Regions from separate parts of the Mus musculus genome. Here region 1 is linked to region 2. The links are chromatin contacts, called in public HiChIP or PLAC-seq maps. All regions are on one chromosome and are shown on one strand. Each heading gives the region's core, a stretch centred on a gene start, on an enhancer-like site or on the middle of the called end of the contact. The rest is flanking DNA. Distances are from core to core; before and after follow the strand shown. Region 1 overlaps Gm40419 (a long non-coding RNA gene). Region 2 holds the start of Foxg1 (forkhead box G1).

What was found. HiChIP or PLAC-seq counts read pairs in DNA pulled down with a chosen protein or histone mark.
Region 1: a FOXA1 HiChIP or PLAC-seq map of pancreatic cancer cells shows a contact between it and region 2, with 6 times the contacts expected there. The contact joins the enhancer-like site here to the promoter of Foxg1 in region 2. A contact is called at or near these places in 5 of 39 promoter capture datasets (the 3T3-L1 cell line, embryonic stem cells, hippocampal neurons and 1 more), 12 of 115 datasets of contacts at active chromatin or transcription factors (the NIH/3T3 cell line, SST interneurons, astrocytes and 9 more) and 2 of 9 other capture datasets (adipose tissue and pancreatic islet).

What each region holds. Positions count from the first base shown.
Region 1 is chr12:50,063,326-50,070,761 of GRCm38.p6, reverse strand. The region is part of intron 2 of Gm40419 (a long non-coding RNA gene); the gene reads left to right. Among named protein-coding and RNA genes, the nearest start is that of Gm40418, 53 kb to the left of the region's middle. Within about 2 kb of position 4,596, at least 6 of the 459 cell types and tissues checked have an H3K27ac peak or open chromatin away from gene starts, as enhancers often do. A contact at or near this core is called in pancreatic cancer cells, where this site is marked.
Region 2 is chr12:49,378,579-49,385,788 of GRCm38.p6, reverse strand. It overlaps Foxg1 (forkhead box G1), which reads right to left and starts at 2,782. Exons shown (of 2, transcript NM_008241.2): 1 at 2,403-2,782; 2 at 1-1,488. The coding sequence starts at 1,303. Gm34304 (predicted gene, 34304) reads left to right here and starts at 3,961. Exons shown (of 2, transcript NR_168648.1): 1 at 3,961-3,972.

The DNA of each region.
Region 1 (7,436 bases), core at 3,347-5,846, 680 kb before region 2:
TCCCAAGAGACATTATATGCCGTGGTACATTATTTTTTCTCATTTATATTTGAACTTCTAACCCACAAATGATTCTTGGATTTTCATATTTAAATACTCTCAACTTTGCTGTTAACATTCTTGAACAGGCTCTTCATCACATTCATAGAGAAAACTATTAAGGCCATAAAGTAAAGATTACATAATTAGCTACAAGGTACTGCATATAAATCGAACCTTAATGGTCTGGAATTACTAAAGTGAAAATGCATTGATTCCTGGGAAGGACCTGGTACTGAACTCTGAGGATGGAAAAGCAAAGTGATAACAACCACCTGGGAGTAAAACAGATTAGAATTTTCTCGTAACATCAAATATGCACCAATCATATGCCTAGTAGTTCTAGAATGAGTACCTATGGTATCCATAAAAACTTGTTTAAGAAAAAGAAAAACATAGGTATTAACAGTCAAATAAGAAAAAGAGTGACATAGTATATAGGTTAACCTCCCCAAAACCAAACAATCCAATAAAAAAGTGGGGTACACAGCTAAACATAATTCCCAGCAGAAGAATTTTGAATGGCTGAGAAGCACTTAAAGAAATATTCAAAGTCCTTAGTAATCAGTGAAATGCAAATCAAAACGACCCTGAGGTTTCACTTTACACCAATCAGAATAGCAACTATCAAAAACTCAACCAGTACCAGTACCCCCAGAGCTCCCTCGGACTAGACCACCAATCAAAGAAAACACACGGTGGGACTCATGGCTCTAGCTGCGTATGTAGCAGAGGATGGCCTAGTTGGGCATCAATGGGAGGAGAGGCCCTTGGTCCTGTGAAGGTTCTGTGCCCCAGCATAGGGGAATGCTAGGTCCAGGAAACAGGAGTGGGGGGGTTGGGGAGCAGGGTGAGGCAGGGAGGAAATAGGGGATTTTTGGAGAGGAAACTAGAAGAGGGGATAGCACTTGAAATGTAAATAAAAAATATCTAATAAAAAAAGAATATGTAATACAATGCAAAAGAAAATAAAAAAAGAAAGAAAGAAAGTGAAAAATGTCTCCATGTTAGGAAGCTTTAACTCACCTTTCCTGGAAGCTTTAGAAAACTTTTGGTTGGCTATGATGTGAAATCTGTGACTGTCACATAGAGAAGAGCCTTGGATGATAAAGTTTGGCTCTGCGGGCAATCATGGAAGTGAAGAATCTCATGGACCATGTTGGGTTTGAGTCCAGTATCTGCGTTTCCTGACCCTCACATTCAATGCTCCAGTGTTTGAGATTAGGAAGGTGCATCCTAAACTCTTGAATTAGTCCAGCTTGATGGGAAGAGGCCGGCAGAGGGAGGATGGCTTTGAAGAAGGGAGGAGGAAGAAACACAAAAAAGAACCAATAGGTAAAGCAAGGGAAAAAAAACATCAAGTGACAGCACAGACTGGCAAGGATGTGGCCAAGTGGCAACATTCCTCCATTGCTGGTGGGACTGCAGGCTGATACAGCTACTCTAGGAATGAATCTGGCAAGTTTTCAGAATAATGGAAATAGTTCTACCTGAGGACCCAGATATATCCCTCTTAGGCATATACCCAAGAGATGCCCCATCATACCACAAGACCATTTGTGCTATCATGTTCATAACAGCCTTATTTGTAATAGCCAGAAGCTGGAAACAACTCAGATGTCCCTCAATTAAAGAATGGATACACAAAATTTGGTTCCTTTACACAGTGAAATACTATTCAGTTATTATAAACAGTGACATGAATTTTGCAGGCAAGTGGATGGAACTAGAAAATATTATCCAGAGTGAGGAAACTCAGACCCAAAAAGACATGCATGGTATGTACTCACTGATTAGTGGATATTAGCCAAAAAGTACAGAATACCTGGGATACAACATACAGACTATAAGAAGTGTAAAAGGTAGAAAGGCCCAATTGAAGATGTTTCAAATCCACTTAGAAGGGGGAAGAAAATAATCATGGGAGGCAGAGGGAGGGAGGGACCTGAGTGGTAGAGGGGAAGGGGAGGGGAAAGGGGGAACAGAATCAGATTGTAGGCGGCAGGAAAGAAGCCCAAAGGGTCAAGAGAATGGGGGTGGGGTGAGGGGGACCTCTAGAAAGAACCAGAGGCCAAGGAAGTGAGAGACTCTCAGGACTCAATGGGGGTGACCTTAGCTAAAATGTCCAGCATTGCGGAGAGGGAACTCAAAGAGCCTACATCCAGTAGAGACCCAGAACTGTTCCTGTCTAAAAGAACTGCAGGGACAAAAATGGAGAAGAGACTGAAGGAAAGATGATCAATGACCAGCCAACCTGGAATCTATCTCAAGGGAAGGCACTAAGGTCTGACAATATTACTGATGATAAGGTGTGCTTACAGACAGGAGTCTGGCATGGCTGCCTCTGGAAGACCCCACCGGCAGCTGCCTGAGGCAGAAGCAGATACTTAGACCCAACCATTGGGCAGAAGTCAGAGAAGCCTATGGTTGAATTAGAGGGAGGTTTAAAGAAGCTGAAGGGGAGAGCAACCCTATAGGAAGGCCAGCAATCTCAACTTACCCAGAACCCAGGAAACTCCCACAGAGTGAGCGAAAAACCAGGAGCATACAAGAGCCAGTTTGAGTCCCTGGCTCAGATATAGCGAGGACTGCTTGGTCAGACCTTAGTGGGAGAAGATGTGCATGATCTTCAAGATATTTGAGGCTCCAGGAAAGGGGGACACTGGGTGGTGATGGGGAGCACTTTCTGGGAGGCATGGGGGAGGAGGAATAGGATAAGGAAGTGTAGGAGGGGGGGACAGAGGTGGGGGCAGCAACCGGGATTTAAATGAAATAAAATAATAAAAATTGAAAAAATGCAGGTGACTCTCAACTTTAATCTTGATAATTTAACCACTTTTGCCTTACAAAATGATGTTCAGAAGGAACAAGACTTGAACATTTCAATTCTTATTTACCCCAGGCTAGCAAGCGCTAGCATACTGTGTGATGATAGAGTGGACCTAGGCCCCCCAGTTAGCCACAGAATTTTACAAAGAGTAAAGCAACACTGTACAGTATACAAGATTTCACTGGGGCAAAGGACTTGAGAGTTTGCTTTGCTAAAATGGCCAGACTGACCACAAACAATACATCCTCCTGCCTCGGGCTTTCAGGGACTATTATGCTGATATTCTATAACACATTGGTAATCTAAGGTGCTCAATATACTAGGCATGCTAACTATATGTTGATTGTGACATTTCACATTAAGGCTATAATCTCTAGGCATTCCCTTTGTCAGCCAAGGTGTTTCTGTGCTTGTCAGAACCAAAATGAAGCAAACTGCTGATAGACATCACAAATAAACATATCTCAAGAGAAGAAGTTAGACAAAAAAAAAAAAGAATAGAAATAGTATCTGCTTCCATTAATATAAAATCCTAGAACACACGTAATGAAGCTACAGTGATGAAAATCAGAAGAGTGATTTCATTAAAAGGTTAACTTGAATGAGACGTGAGGGAACTGTCTGGGGCAGTGGAAATATTTCATACCTCGGATGAAGTGATGGTTATAAAGAGAGAGCAATTTTTCAAATTATTATAATTGTATACTTGACATCAGTGATTTTCTTGTATGTAAATTATAACTCAATGAAAGAAAGAAAAATGAAATTCTGCTTTGATTCCATATTGATCTGAAGAAACCATCTGTTTAAACAGCCAAACTTCTTGAATAACATACTTCCATTGCATTCTTGATTTCCTCACTCTCCCAGCTTTCAATTCTGTCATTCACTACAGTAAAACCCCCACCAAACACAGCTTTCCTTATGCAGAATTTCCTTTCTGTGCATGATTCAGACTGGAGCTTGTCCATTTATTCTGTAGGTTTCAGCGTAAACTTCTACGCTGTGATTACTTAAAGGGCTGGTGGTATATATCTCTGCACCATTCTCTACACCTTTGAGGTTGTACATAGTAGTCTACTTTTAGTATTACATTTTAAATAGTAATTATTGTTACAGTTATCTCTGTGTTCTGGGAGTGGATATTGATTATGTTCACTTTGAATTCTTTGTGCCAAGCCAAGAACTTGGTAAATAATATTTGAAAACATTTGTCATGTAAGTGAACAAGCAAGTAAATGAAAGGCATTCCCTACCGTTCATAGTTCTGTCTCTGACTCTATTGACTTTGCTTTCTCTTGCACAATTTTAGCGTGACTCATCGATATAGCTTGTCGTTGTAATACATTCTTAACAGATCTTTGTCTTTTGTGTCTCTTTCATTTTCTACCTCACTAATTCTCAACCACAAGAAATATCTCCTTAAAATATTTGTTGATAAAATTAGGTTATTTTAATTAATTAATTAATTTAATTAATTTTTAAATAATTTAAAATGAATTGGCATCACTTGGGGGCTAAAATCTTGTTTCCCATTTTAAATCTCTTCCATATTAAGAGAAATCTAGTTATTATTATTGTTGCTGTTCTTGTGTTTTATGTGTAAATGTGGGTGATAGGGCCATGATACACATGTGGAGGTCAGAGGGCTAATATGTACAGTCAGTTCTTTCCTTCTCCCTCCTTCTGTGTCCCTGACATCTAACTCAGGCTATCAGATCTACAGAGCAAGCTCATGCCCACTGAATCACCTGGATGGTCTGTAATACGTTTCCCCTATCCATTGCTGCATACTTGAGTAGTGAATCTCTTAAGTGGTTTCTACTTCAAATATGGTTCCATTTGGCTCAGACTTCCACTAAAGCACCTGCATTTTATCTTTCTTAAATAGATTTCCTCATAGAGCCTTTTTAGTTCAAAAGCTTTTTATCAGCTTGCTATTGTATAGGAAATGACATTTGTAGTATTTTAGCTTGGAAGGAGGTACTCCACAGTACAACAGCACTGAGGCCTTCATGTTGAAGAGACCTTTGCCTTTATCACCTTAGAATTATCAGAGAACCACCACTTTATTAGTGCCTCTGGGAAGCCCTCTGCCTAATGAGTTTTTATTTGTTCTCTATGTTTCTTCAGGTTTGGGTACATAGTTCTGCAACAAAACTCCCATATTGAGTAATAATTTCATGTTGTTCTTTCTTGTTAAGAATATATTTCTAGGCACAATGGGACACTTCTGCAACCCTAGCACTTGGGAGATGGGAGGCCGAAGGTTCAATTCTTGGCTGTGTGGCCAGTGCAAGATCAACCTGAGTCAAATCAAACCTTTTCTCCAAAAACACACATATATGCATATGCAGAATATTTCCTTAATCATACAGCCATAGAGCAACAATGTATCACAATCTTATAGGTATTTATTATAATTAATATTTTATACAGAAAGAATAAAAACTAGCAGAATGCACTAATGTACAACAGACAATTCACCCTTTGCCAAATACTCCTAAAGTTTTCACACAGTCTGAAACTTTCCCTTTTAAATATCTATTACAATTGAATCTTTTTGTGTGACATACTCTTTGGCCTTTGTATAATAATTAATTGTCTTCCTATATGTTTTCATGGAATCTATTACTTATTTGTTCATTATTTCTTAAAAAATAATCATATGGCTAAGACCTGGCTATATAGCCTGTGTTTTTTATGTTATAGAACTTACTGGAGAATACAGAGTGGTGCTACCATTGAGAAGTTCACAGTGCAATGGAGAAAAGTATTTTGAAAATATAGATACAGTTCAATATGTTAAATGCTATAATCAAGGTGAGAATAAAATGCTATGGATCACAGAGTTTGGAAGGATTAATTTGACATGATTCATAGGCAATGATTCATAGAATGGTTGAGATTTGAGCAGGTACTTGAAAAAAAGGCATAGAACATTGACAGGCAAATAGGTGGTTGTAAAGATATTCCAGGCAGAAGAAGCAGCCTTTGTAAATGCACAGGGTCATGAAAAAAGATTCTGGCAACTGATTCAACCTCCTTTTCTCCATGATCATCTCCTGAACTCTTTGTCCATGCATACAGCACTTTTGAACTCTAGCTAACGACTTATTAACTCTGAGTGCTATAGACGCTAGTCATCTCTTTGATGACTGTACTTTGGAGTTGAAGCTACTTAGAATAGTAAAACCTCCACAATTCTGATTCCAACTGCTTCCTTTCTACTACTTCTGTTTTCTTCTCACTTTATTCAACCACACCTATCTCCTGTGCTTGTTGGTGAGGTTCTGAGCCTCCAACTTCCTCTACCCTGTTTAGTAGTGCTTCTTCCTCTCTCCATCAATTGTTCTCACCAGTAAAGATACGGTAAGAATTTGAAAATCTGTGACCATAGATCACATCACTAGTAATAAATGTTATTGAAAACACCAAAAACTGTAAATCTCTGGATTGAGACTTGCTCATTGCCATAGTTAGATGTATGCAGGGTGGCTCCTGATGGAAAGTCTTGATACTATGTAGTTGCTGCAAAAAAAATTTTTTTATTATTATAAAGAAAATGTTGCTGATACATAGCTGACTAGCTCAAGACTAGGTAAAAGTAGGTTTAAAAACACATTTCTCTTTTTTCAATTCCTTTTTTAATTTTTTTATCATTTTCTTTATATACATTTCAAATGCTATCCTGAAAGTTCCCTATACCCTCCCCCCTCCTTGCTCCCCTACCCACCCACTCCCACTTCTTGGCCCTGTCGTTCCCCTGTACTGGGGCATATAGAGTTTGCAAGACCCAGGGGCCTCTCTTACCAATGATGGCTGACAAGGCCAACTTCTGCTATATACACAGCTAGAGACACGAGCTCTGGGAGTACTGGTTAGTTCATATTGTTGTTCCACCTATAGGGTTGCAGACCCCTTCAGCTCCTTGGGTACTTTCTCTAGTTAGGATCCTTCCTTGAAGGACATGTACTCAATTGAGAAAGTCTGGATTTCAATGGAGAAGACTTTATACCTTCAAATTGTGCTTTGCTTCACTTTATTAATTACTGAAGTATAATAGTTGAAAAATTATGCAACATGGTGTTACATATTCAAATATATAATATTTCTTTGATTAGCTTTACATTATGTAAAAATGCCTGGAATTTGAGTGCCCATTAAGAGCACAGATCAGAGGTACCTTCCCATTGTTATAAATAGTACATTGTCTTAGTTTAGATATAATTTACTATTAGCATAATTTGACAGATTTAATGGGGTGAAGTAAGCAGACATTCAAATTGGTTTTGAATTCCTGTTTTAAGTTCCCAGACTTGCCATCAAGAGCTAATAGGAAAAATCTCACTCTTCTCATCATCCAAGCTCTGCCATTTCTCTAAATGTCCATGGACCATATTCTATATGTAGAATGGAGTTAGTATAAAATATACACCTCAGAATTCTATAGGTCTTAAAGGAGATTGTGCAGGTGATATTCATAATTTACTGCTTAATAGTTTTCTTGGCAACAACAGTTTCTCACTGTATGACTCATCACTCTTACAGTTTTATTACTGCTATT
Region 2 (7,210 bases), core at 1,533-4,032:
TAGAGGAGGACGCGGCCCGGGCGCTCATGGACGTGCTGGTCTGCGAAGTCATTGACGGGTGCGGGACGTGGGGGAAAAAGTAACTGGTCTGGCCCGCGAGCAGGTTGACGGAGCAGGGGTTGAGGGAGTAGGTCCCGGAGCAGGGCACCGACAGGCCGCAGGGCACCGAGGCGGCGAGCGCAGCGGCCGTGAGGTGGTGCGTGGCGTACGGGATCTCCCCGTTGACCAGCCGGTCCACACTCAGCCCGTTGGCGGTGGAGAAGGAGTGGTTGTTGCCCAGCGAGTTTTGAGTCAACACGGAGCTGTAGGGCATGGGGTGGCTGGGGTAGGCCGACGTGGTCCCGTTGTAACTCAAAGTGCTGCTGGCGCGGGGGTGGTGCAGGGACAGGAAGGGCGACATGGGCCAGTAGAGGGAGCCGGCGCGGTCCATGAAGGTGAGGCCGGTGGAGGTGAGGCGCGCCCCGCGCTTAAAGGCCAGCTTGGCCCGAGACGTGGTGGAGCGGCGCCGCAGCTTGCCGGTCGTGCCGCCGATGAACACGTCGTCGCTCGACGGGTCGAGCATCCAGTAGTTGCCCTTGCCCGGGTCGTCGTAGTGGCGCGGTACCTTCACGAAGCACTTGTTGAGGGACAGGTTGTGGCGGATGGAGTTCTGCCAGCCCTGCTTGTTCTCGCGGTAGTAGGGGAAGTTCTTCATGATGAACTCATAGATGCCATTGAGCGTCAGGCGCTTCTCGGGACTCTGCCTGATGGCCATCATGATGAGCGCGTTGTAGCTGAACGGCGGCTTCTCGTACTTGCCGTTCTTCTTGTCGCCCTCCTTGCCCCCCTCCCCGTCCTTGCCGCCCTCGCCCGCCCCTTTCTTCTCCTCCCCCCCGGCGCCCGCGCCCTTCTCCTTCTCGTCCGGCCCGACGGGCGCCAGCTCCGCCGGCCCGCCGCCCGGCTCGCCTTTGGCTCCAAGTGCGTCAGCCTTGGCCCCGTCCAGGGCGGTGGAGGGCGGGAGCAGGAGCGGCTGGGGACCCTTGTCGTCGTCGGCTGCTGGGGCGCCGCGCGCCTGCGGGGGCTGCGGGGCCGGGGGCGGCTGCTGCTGCTGCTGCTGGGGCGGCGGTGGAGGCGGCTGGGGCGCGGGCGGCGGCGGGTGGTGGTGGTGGTGATGATGATGGTGATGCTGGGGGTGGTGGCTGTTGTGGTGGCCGTGGCTCGCGTGGTGGTTGTCGTTCTGGACGGCCTCGGGGACCAGGCTGTTGATGCTGAACGAGGACTTGGGAATCATTTTCACCTCTTTCCTATCTCCCATGTCCAGCATCACCCAGGCGTCGGGGGGCGGCGGCGGCGGCGGCGGCGGCACGGGAGCCGGGCAGCAGCGCGGCGGGCGACCAGCGGGTTCGGAGTGGGGCGCGGGGGGAGCGGGCAGCGGAGGCGGCACTGAGCGCTCCGGCAGCAGCGCAGTTGGACCGCAGGCTCCGGCGCTGGCAAGGCATGTAGCAAAAGCTGCAACCACCCCTCAAGAATTAGAGAGAGAAAGAGAGAGGGAGAGAGAGAGAGAGAGGGAGAGGAGATAGAGAGAGAGAGAGAGAGAGAGAGAGAGAGAGAGAGAGAGAGAGAGAGAGAGAGAGAGGGAGGCTAGAGGCAGAAGCAACCCGTCGCCCGGGGTGCAGCGCCCCGCTCCGTTCCGCGCCCGGCCTCCCCCTCCCCCGCTGCCTCCTCCTCCTCGCGCCGCAGCAGTCACAGCAGCAGCAGCGGCAGCCCGAAGGGGGGGAGAGCCGGGCGGCGGGCGGGCGCGTCCCGGAGCGGCCGCAGCGAGGCTAGGAGACAGCGATCGAGGCAGCTATAGCCACAATTAATTTTCCGAGCTACAGGCGCACACTAGGGCTGTAAAAAAATTTTTGGTTTAACCTTTCCTACTGCCGAACCAATCAGTGCCGCCGGCGTGCAGGAGCGTCTGGCTAGCCGTCGACCAATCGGGGGCCCAGGGCCCGCCCATCCCCGCCCCGCCCCGGCCCCGCCCCCCGCTCACCGCCCCCTCCGGGTGGCGGGGCCCAGGCCTGGAGCCGCGGGGACCGGCGGGAGATCGCCCACCCGGCCAGGATTAGCGTGGGGCGTGCGCCCCGGGCCGCGGCCGCTCGACTGTGGCCTCCTCCCTGTATGGGATTATTTTCCTTTGCGCGTCAATATTTATCCTTATTGATTAAAGTTTGTATCCAATTTTGTCTGGAAGAGCGGGGCGGGGGGCGCGGCGGAGGGGCGAGCTGCGAGGGTGCGGGAGAGGGCGTGAACCCTGGGGACGCGGCGGCCCCGGCAGCGCCCTGGGAGCGAGCGGGCCAGCAAGCTCCGGAGAGCCGGGCATCGGGGGAACGGGGCCTGGAAGGTGGGGCGGGGGCGGCCACGGCCAGGCCGGTACTTACAGCTTCCTGCGGCCCGCGGCGAGCTCGGCTGTGAAGCTGGGCTGAGGGCGGCGAGCGGGGGCGGCTGAGCGGTGGGTGCGTTCTGTGGAGGCCTTCCACGCACGCGGGCGGGCGGGCGGAGAGCTGCCCCGGGCGAGCACAGACCCAAACAGTCCCGAAATAAAGCAGGTAACACGTGTGTTCTCCCTCCGTCTCGCTTCACTCCCAGAGTCGCGCTCACGCGCGGGTGACCCGGTGGCAGTTGTCTCCTCGGGCACTCCACCTCCTCTTCAGCTTCTAGGCAGTACTGGAAGCCGGTAGCCGCGATCGATCATCCTGGAAATATTTTCATTTTGCTTGACATTGAAGAAAATATGAGTGGGCGTCTACTTCCGTTTTTTTTTTTTTTAAATCCTATGTTTGCTCCTTTTTCCCATTTCACAAATACTTTATCTCTTTAAAACCTCAATCTTGAAACACCAGTAGGGCGAAATCAGCTCTTACCCTTCTTGGATGCTGCTGGAATGCTCTGGGGAGCCCAAGGAAGGTGGATTTGACAGTCCTAGCTTCTGGGGTTTGGGGGATGGTTTGGTGGGGAGGTTGAAACGAGTGGGTAGCTTGTAATTCAAGGCCTTTAAAAAGATCGCGGCCAGGGCCAGGGCCAAGGCCCAGCATTTCCCAGGGATTGGAATTTAGTGCGGAGCACACAGATCACAAATCCTCACTGGCTCAAAGCGCGCCACGTTGTAAGCAGAGGCCGTAGCCAGAGAGGAGAGGGAGGTGGAGACACATAGGTCACGAGTATCTTTCCCCTCCTCTTTAAGGTAAAATACTCTACCCATGCCAGCATTCATTTTGATGAGCTCTTAGCTAAATGATCTCTCAGTCTTGATATAAAAAAAAAAAAGGAAGGAGAAAAAACAGGGCCTATGTGTGGTACTAAAATCTACCAGAAACATGCAATACTCAAAATAATAGGGAGTTATTCTGATGTTCTCACCCCCCAAATTTGAAATGGGGCGCAGAAAGAGGGGAGGGAAAGAGAGGGAAACGCTAGCGAAAATTATCCACAATTACAAATAGCTAGCAAATTTTATATCTATTGGAGTGTTGTAAGAGATCTTTGATTATTTGTCCCCAAATATCCTTCCACTGCTTGGATCTCTTCCTACATATCCGCTGACTTTAAAACAAGCTATGCATGACGGAAAAGGCCAGGGTTCTAGCAATCAGCTTTGCAAAACACATTGGTGCCAAAGGTTGATTTCTAGGCTTGGGGTTTCTCACGGAGCCTGGCGACGTGATGAGCTTTGCCAACCTAGCTAGAGAGATCTGTGAGCCTGGGTTGTCTTGTTCATTTCCCTTCCCACTCTTTTCTCCTCCTCAGGCCCATTTTCCCTGGTGGTTCCTCAATGCGCTTGCCTTCCTTCCTCCTCCCCTCTCCCTTCTTCCCCTTTCACTAACCCACCCCTTCTCCCTCCCTCCTTTCCTCTCCCCTTCACTCCTCCACCTACTCCTCCCCATCCCCCAGCCCCCCTTCTCACCACCGCTTATAATGGCTCCCGGGGCTCCCTCAGAGGTGGACGGCCCGGTACGTTTTCGTAGTCGGTCTAGCGTGAAATGATTCGGTGTAACCGGATTCTTGGGAAAGGACAGGTTACGTAAACATTTACTGATGTGGAGTAACTATACTATTTGTACTCTGATATGCAGGAAGGAAAGTGTTGATTAACACAGAAGAAAAAAAAGCGAAATTAGCTGATTGCATGCTCATAAGTGCAAGCTGTCATTGAACTGCTTTTAAAATAGACACAGCTGGGTGTTTGTGTTGAAAAATTTCTTGTGTTTTTGCTAATACTGAAATAAGCATGATTTTGTATACCAAACATTTTCAGATCATTAAAATTTGTAATCTGTGCTGGTTTTAAACACAAAGAAAAGAAACAGAATCATTTCGATGTAAAATTTGCTGATATTATATTAACTCAATCAGGTCTGTACAAATTGTGCATTGTGTCTCCTAAAATCTGTTTGATCAATTTAATACACAAAGTGCCAAACGTGGGTATTGTTTGTTAACATTGGACATTTTATTCAAATCTGAGCTCAGCAGTGAACTGGAGGAGTTGTTCCTTGAATACAACACCAGCTCTGACTGATGAATTTTTAATGTTTTGAGGTGCTTCTTAGGTTAAAGCTAAGTGTGTATTGTTTTGTTACCCCGTGGAAGAAATTAGCAGGCAAAGTAAGGTTTTTTTTTTTTCTTCTGTTTACTTTCAAGGAGCAAAAACTGGGTTTTGTACAGTGAGAGCTGCAATACTCTGATTTTATATGTCAAGGCTTATGGCGGCTTGAAAATTGTTTTGCATGCAGATTAAGGGTGTGCTGTGTTATTTTAAGGTTACGTGAATGCGAGTCTCTCAAAGCAGGATGATTGATCGTAAAAACATAGCATATAGTTTGAAATAATATTAAAACTAGTTTCCTGATGCAAAGGTTATTTGCAATTCCCGAAAAAGCAAGTTTGAATCCCTTTAAATAATTTTACTTGTTCTTTATGGTGAGATGGGGCTATATATCAGAATGCACACACATATGTATATCAGGCTTGTTCAACAAAACATGCACTGTTTACTCAGAGGCTTATATTTGTGTAAGCAATGGTTTCTTTTTAGATCTGCTGCTAGCTGAAGCAGAGGGGGAAGGAGTTCCTGGACAAAGTATTGTGAAGTTGAAAGTCTCTGGATGAGGCTTTGTATATCCTACCAACCAATTTGGGTGCAAATTGGATTTGAAGTCCTGCCCACGTCCACCGAGGGCCTCTTCCCTCTGCACATAAAGCCCTGTTTTCAGCCTCCTAGTCGCTGTGATTACCTTCAGAAGACAGAGGGCAGGCAGCCAGTGGTCTCAGACCGGAAACAAATCCCCCCACCAGTATAATTTTCCCTCCTAATCAATTTAACCTCACACATATAAATTTGCAAATGTGTAGTCTTAGGAAAGTAATGAATAGAAGAGCACACCAGAGTAAATGTGATCTGTTAGTTTACATAGTGGTGACCTCGTAGACCTCAGCTCTCATCCACTACCTACTCACTCAAAAAAAAAAAAGGACAAGAATTGTAGAGCGAGCAATTTCAGCAGAAGAGTTGCTGGAGAAGTGTAGATTATTCCTTGTCAATTTTAAAATTAATCTCCAAGCTTACACAGCGCACTTCATTCGAGCAGGGGGCAGCTTATTTTTATTCCATCTTTGAGGGTGGATGGATGTTGCATTTTCTTTCTTGGGTACATTGTTTTGTTTTGTTTTGGGCCATCTTTACTTTCTAGTAACAAGGGTGGGCCATATTTATCAACTTCCATCTTTCCCCTGGGAGCAGAGACAAACTCAAGCTAAAGTTCTCTTCTTACAAATGCACAGGACGGTTTGTGACCTCTTGACATGTGGGAGTCAGTAGATCCCATGCTGAGACATCCAGGTATTTCAGTGGTTCTGTAACAAATGAAGTCTGCCTTCCCTAGAGCCAACTTGTCTATAATCTCTTCCTAACAGCAGGTAATGGTGCTAACATTTAGTGATTAGAAGTTACTCTTTAGCGTGTTGTATCCTTGTTCTGTGGGTTTTGGTTACAGGTTATACGATTAGGTTTGCGAGAACAGTAGTGAACTAAACTTCCCAGTAAGAGGTCTTCACACCAGGGAAGTGTGACTTTTCCTAGGCAGCCCTGCCTCGTCACTCATTAGGGAGCTGCAGGTTGTCAGAGGCTGCTCTCAGCAGGCTCATGCACGCACCCCTAACGTCATCGAGGGCGCGCATATGTGCATGGAGTGGGTATACACACACACACATAGAGCTCTAAAACTAAATTAAGAAGCCGATGATTAAGACAAGCGTCTACTAGGCCTGTCATTTCAGCATCCTTCCATCATAACATTGTGGCACTGGCAATTTTGCTTGAGAACCTTGAGGAAAAAAAAATCTAAGGGAGAGCCTCATATTTGAGAGTTGAAATGTTTAACTTCTATAAGCTAGGGAGCCACTTCAGAAGCCAGGCAGTTAAAAGGAGGAGGGAGAAAAGGGGGGAAGTGGTCTTCATGGAAACTCATTGATTTCTCTGGGCACATCTCTTTGATATGGCCATGTGTCCTATGTGTAGCAAAGCTAGATCCACTAGCACCCAAAAACTCCCGGGTACCAACAGCCCTAGAGAGACTCACACATAATGGCATCACCCTAGAGCCAAGAACCATTGAGTTGCTCTGAACACAGTCTCTGTAGAATACTCTGAGCATTTTTGATGAGTAGGAAGGCCTGCTGCCCTTTAATGTGTTTTCTGTTACTTGCTAGTAGCTACAGGACTACTGGGAGTTGATAGTTTAAGAAGTTGAGCCCCTGGTAAGTAAGACACTCCAGTTGTAGACCAGAACCAATTGGGAGAAATTCTCTCACACACCAGATAGGCAAGCCAGTCCTGAAAGGCCAGTGTCTATAATTTCCCCTAGTTGCCCAAGGAATCAATGCAGTCCACTTTCCCAAGAAGACAAGGAACATTGAAGAGAAAAGAGAGAGTGGAAGTGTGGTCCCAGAACTGGAAATTGAAGACAAGGCTTGGCTTCTTAGTTCTCCCCACCCCGTCCCAGTCTTTCTGAAAAGGAAGGAAAGAGACTTACAAAATCCAGCATGTATGACTATGCTGTCTTTTCTGGTTTGTTCATCAGTGCATCTTGAAAGGAAAAGAAAGAAAATTATTTCATAAACACACACACACACTCACTGTGAAACAAAAGCTTGCAGGCTGAAAAAGCACACAACTCCTATGACACAGAGG